2 separate regions of the Ovis aries genome follow, and region 2 is linked to region 1. The links are chromatin contacts, called in public Hi-C maps. All regions are on one chromosome and are shown on one strand. Each heading gives the region's core, a stretch centred on a gene start, on an enhancer-like site or on the middle of the called end of the contact. The rest is flanking DNA. Distances are from core to core; before and after follow the strand shown. Region 1 has its middle 400 kb from the start of SALL1. Region 2 has its middle 630 kb from the start of SALL1.

What was found. A called contact is a pair of places that touch in the nucleus more often than the background predicts.
Region 2: a Hi-C map of liver shows a contact between it and region 1, with 7 times the contacts expected there. The contact joins two enhancer-like sites. A contact is called at or near these places in 2 of 16 Hi-C or Micro-C datasets (hypothalamus and liver).

Annotation. Positions count from the first base shown.
Region 1 is chr14:19,478,699-19,481,398 of ARS-UI_Ramb_v3.0, reverse strand. No RefSeq gene overlaps it. Among named protein-coding and RNA genes, the nearest start is that of SALL1, 400 kb to the right of the region's middle. Within about 2 kb of position 1,303, at least 1 of the 54 cell types and tissues checked has an H3K27ac peak or open chromatin away from gene starts, as enhancers often do. A contact at or near this core is called in liver, where this site is marked.
Region 2 is chr14:19,708,183-19,710,882 of ARS-UI_Ramb_v3.0, reverse strand. No RefSeq gene overlaps it. Among named protein-coding and RNA genes, the nearest start is that of SALL1, 630 kb to the right of the region's middle. Within about 2 kb of position 1,307, at least 9 of the 54 cell types and tissues checked have an H3K27ac peak or open chromatin away from gene starts, as enhancers often do. A contact at or near this core is called in liver, where this site is marked.

The DNA of each region.
Region 1 (2,700 bases), core at 54-2,553:
TGAAAATGGTAAGACCAGAGTGCCCTCCCAGTACAGCTAAAATTGATCTTATTTGTAGGTGGGGAGAGATAAATTAGGAGTTTGGGGTTAACATATACACACTCCTATATATAAAGTAGGTGAACAACAAGGACCAACTTGTGTAGCACCAAAAACTATACTCAATATTCTATAAGGGAAAAGAATCTGAAAACGAATTCATATATATGTGTGGGCTTCCCTGATGGCTCAGGGGGTAAAGAATCCCCCTGCAGTGAGGGAGATGCAGGAGACATGGGTTTGATTCCTGGGTCAGGAAGATATCTTGGAGAAGGAAATGGCAATCCACTCCAGTATTCTCACCTGGGAAATCCTATGGACAGAGGAGCCTGGCAGGCTACAGCCCAAAGGGCCGCAAAGTGTACAACATGACTGAGTATGTGTGTATATATATATATATATATATGTATGTATGTATGTATACACACACACACATAAAACTGAATCACAGTGCCATACGCCTGAAACTAGCACAACATTGTAAATCAACTATATTTTGATAAAAGAAAAAAGGAAAGAAAAAGTGGTAAGGTCATATTGCCCTCCTGATAACAGCTAAAATTTCTCTTCTTTGTGACTGAGAGTACCACCTGATAGAAACAGGAAAGAATAAAGAAGGGACATAAAGAGAAACAAAAGTAAGACATCATGGTACCCTGGAAGAAAAGATGGAAGCACTTCTGTCCCTGATTTGCAATATCCTGATTCTTTTGTATTTCTTGTTCTGGAAGAGACCCTTGTATCTGTTCAGTACTGTCTCCATTCTGCTTGAGCTGGTCTCAAGCTATTCCTTGTAAGCAGAGAGTCTTGATGTACTAATAGCAGTTTTCACATGAATGTGCTGGGTAAGATAGAATGTCATCTCTTAGATCCCTCTAAGGTGTTACGGCAGCCACACAGGTAGAATAAGGCAAAACTCACATGTGCTAGACCTGTTGAGAACTTTTTCCACCATCAATATTATGACTATAAGGATTTTTTTCTCGCTCACTCTAGCTGACTCACTTCAAAATGTTCCATTAGGTCTCGCTCTGCTATCTGTTTAAATGGAACTGGTGAGTGAGGGGTTAAGCTAGAAACAACACAAAGTCCTCTAGTTTACAAACATTTGATTTCTTGGAATTCTCCCTTCATTCCTCAAAACCCGAAACTGACATTTGCTGGAAAGAAGCCCTGGGAGGGCAGAGTCCAAGGATTCGCTCTCACCATGAGTCACACACCAGAAATGACTAGGAAGGCACAGCTCTGGCTGAGGGGTCACCTGGCTTCCGTGAAGTGTTCTCCACGATCTCCCCATATAAATACGGAGCCAGTCACTTCTCTCTGACTCCGTGTCTTCACCACTAAAATGAGCAGCTGGCAAGTGCCCAGTGCCTCAGTTCCTCATCAAAGCCTACGATCCGCCTGGGATCATTGGGATCAGTTGTAATGAATGGCATGTAGAACTGAGAGACTCACCTGATTTCTAAAGTCTTCTCCAACTTCTTGCCAGAACAGGAAGCTCAGAGAAGACACCTCTCAGGTCCAGTGCCTGGGAGATTTGCAACAGGAGGGGAAATGAGACAAAATCCTTTGGGTGCAGCCTAATAGGATAACAGTAGCCTTAGTTTCTGCTGAGATTCTGCCATTTCCCCTGCCTTCTTCCTGAGAGACAGACAATCGCAATGGAATTTTTCAGGATTTTCAAGTATCATGATTCCCTAGATAACATGCGGTAAAAACTAGGAGAATGACTCATACCCTTTGGGATGGAAAGTTTTGTTGATAAAATGATTTCCTAGCCTGCCTTTGGGAACTTGTGCATAGACCCAGAGTCTAAAGTTGCAGCTCTTCCAATGTTGGTATTAGCGCCCTGAGCCATTGTTCAGAGAACTGATGTCATGTCCTTTTCATGGGTGTGACCCATGGAGCACTTTAGCCACAGCTGGCTATAATATAGGCTTTTCCGTGATGCTGATACACGAGGCATCGCTTCCACTTGGTCTTTTGCAAACCTCCTCCCCAACCCCCAGCCTCTATTGGCTTCCCTGGTGGCTCAAACAGTAAAGAATTTTCCTGAAACGTGGGAGACCTGGGTTTGATCCCTGGGTTGGGAAGATGCCTTGGAGAAGGAAATGGCAACCCTCTCCAGTATTCTTGCCTGGAGAATCCCATGGACAGAGGAGTCTGGTGGTCTACCGTCCCTACACAGCTGAGCAACTAACACTCACCAGCCCCTATCATCCAACGAGGAAGGAAGAAACAAGCAAACAAAAAAAACTGCCTACAGAGGAGTCCATATTCTAGATAACTAGCACGTCCTGAGTCATCGCTGTCTCTCGCCTCCTCCTGTCCTCAGAGACGCTGCATGTTTGTGTCCTTAACCTCCACTGACTTCCCTGTGAACATGTGACGCTCACTCAGGGCCTCTGGGCATTAACTGGTACAGTGGTAGCGCCTGACAGGTTTCTGTTTGGTGTGCTCGCTTTGTCACTAAAAGAAACAATTTTCAAGGCGTAATTGCTAATGATAGCTTTAAATTTATTTTTTATTTCAAAAAAAATTTATGGGAGTATCATTGACTTACAACATTGTTTTAGATGCACAGCTAAGTGAATCAGTTACACATATACATGTATCCACTCTTTTTAAATTCTGTTCCCATATAGGTCATTACAGAGA
Region 2 (2,700 bases), core at 58-2,557, 230 kb before region 1:
TTAAATTTGAAGTCTGTAGTGAACACATTTGATTTTGTATTTGTTTCTAAGAGAGAGTGGGCTTGCTAAGATGTGGAGGGCAGGGAAAGAGGGAGGGAAGCAGTTCCCTGAAAACACCAGCCTATGTCCAGTCTGCCAAGGAATGGGTCACAGCATCTGGAGGAACAGTGATTTTAAAACATTGCTTCACTTTGAGAGGTAGCCCCTGAGAAAACAGCTGCCTTTCCTAATGGCATAGGCCCCTCCTATGGCTACAGAGGGTGTAGGGCACTCTGTCCCAAACTGTCTCATTCATTGGCAGTGTTATGCCTAACACCCCAGAGAGAGCAGGCGAAAAGAGATCATTTCTAGTCCTTTCTGTACACAGAAGCAGTTACAGTTAATCCTTGCTCCATGCCATCATACACTGAGGACCAGAGAATCCCCACAACAGGGGCCTAAGCAAACCATCCCTTAGAGGTATTCAGGGATGGTCACGGGCCTCCTCTTTCTCTCTAGGTGATGTGGACATGGCAGCCTCCCCAACCTGCTTTTGTCTGGAACAAGTTTCCGGGGATGGAGACAGACAGAGCAAAGGAGAGGGAAGGGAGGGAGACACTGAAAGTCAGCGCTGCAGGATGGAAATCGCAGTTAGCACAAGGCTTGGTAGCTGGAAGTGGAGTGAGAATAATAAGATTTCCAAAGTAGCCTTAAAAAATAATTGCAGATAGTGCTTTACCCTGTGTTACAGAGAGGGCCCTCCCTGAAGAATAATGACCACCTCTTCGGTCCATTTAGTTTGGGTCTTTTACAGTCTATCAGAGATGAGTTTCCTGGAGTCTGGGATCCCATTCAAGGCAGTGTGGAAACATGCAGAAGTGTGTTGATTGCATTCCCACAGTCCTTACATTCTGCCCCTGGGAGGGGGCCCTCCACTGATTTCTGGAATGGATGGGCAAACAACCCGTGTTTCCAAAAGCGCTTCTGAATATCACCCCTGCTACACACACACACACACACACGCACACACACCCACACACGCGCGCGCACACTGTCAGGACATGAATGAACCCGACACTCAGACAGTTGGCTTGAATTCTGTCTCACTTCCATAAAGAAGCACGCAGAGCCCGGCTGTGAAGACAATATGGTTAGGCTACACTGCTTTAGAGACAGAGAGGAAGAAGGAAAACAACTCTTTGCCTTGGATGCAAATAAACTCAGCTTCACCTTTAAAGCTGAAAACCTGTGCCCTTGGCAAGACGTCTGGGGACGGTTCCAGAGGTATTAATCTTCCTCCGTTTACAAGTTAAATAAGTCTTTGGAAACTTTCTCTAGCCCTGCTTTTTCTCTCCAGCACCATCTCACTCTCTCGCGCCTTTTTAGTACACTCAGAACTCCCCAGCCGCAGGAAGCCCCCGGGAACCGAGGTCGGGGGAATAGACTCGGGTGGATTTCCGAGTCACCCCCTGGCTGCGGAGCCGACCAGCAGATGGCGCTGTGCCGCACGGTATGGACCCCGCGTGCCGGCCGGCGCTGGAGCGGGCAGGCTGCTCAAAGTTTCTAGTGCCATTCCTGGACCGAAACAAATGTTTGTGGAATTAAGTAGTGATTTCCTTTAGTCTGCGCGACTCTTACTGGCTGTGTTTCCAGGCTCTAGATGTTACCATATGCCATATATTGCTTTCTCGGGGAGAAATCGAGGGTTTCAAAGCACACTTAACCCATCCTAACTGCTCACGTCAACTAGTCAAGGTCTGCATTTTCTGATAAAAATAACCCGTAAAACTTCCATATTAAGAGCTAGAATGGTTTGGAAGACAAAGAAATGCTGAAAAATGTAAGTAAACAGAGCACCTGAGATTCTTTCTAAGTAAACGGCTGGGGGAGGGGGGGCCCTTTTTACCAGGCTCAAAAATAAAGCAAGAAGGCAAACAATGAAACTAAAGGCTTGGATGGGAAAGGGGTCGGTCGGGTTGCCGGCTGCCGGGCTCGGGAGGACGGGAGTTGCATTCTATGATGGCTGGAAACACTTGGCTGCAGTGACCATATATATATAGCTGTGGAGAAAACAGGAGATGTGATGATCTTGAGGGCACATCCAGGAGGCCATGAATTTTCACAAGCAAGTTAAGCAGCCGTGGATTAGGGTGATAGGAATTATCAGTGCTGTTGCTCCACGTCGCCAAGTGGCCCCATTAGTTAAGGCTCAGTATGTATTTAATGTTGTCATAAAATCTGCCTTCTCAAAGTAAGCAAGGCAAGCCTGTGTACATCCAAAGAGATGTACACAGCTTTGTTTGGGATAATGGATTTGACATGACTAGAAACAACAGGGATTCGATGGACCAGCACGGGTAGATATGACTAATTGTCATCTCCTGGTATCAGCATGAACATGGCCAGCCCTGCAGACTAGTCATGAGAAGATGGGGAAGCCAGGGGGTTTGGGCGGGACTAAGCTGCAGAATTGATCCTAACTGACTGATAACGTAGGGATGGAATGGAGCATGAAGGAGACTTTGCCTTATGTATGGATGTGAACAGAGCATTTTAGAATTGCTGAGCATTTCCTTGCTTAAATAGGATTGTGGGTTGTAGCCCTCCGGAGCAAGCACACAGCTGCCTGCCTTGCACAGAGTAACTTTGGGCTTCTCTTTCTTAAATGTTGATTAAACTTTTGAAACTGGCTGAACGTCCCAATTTATCTTTTACACAAAA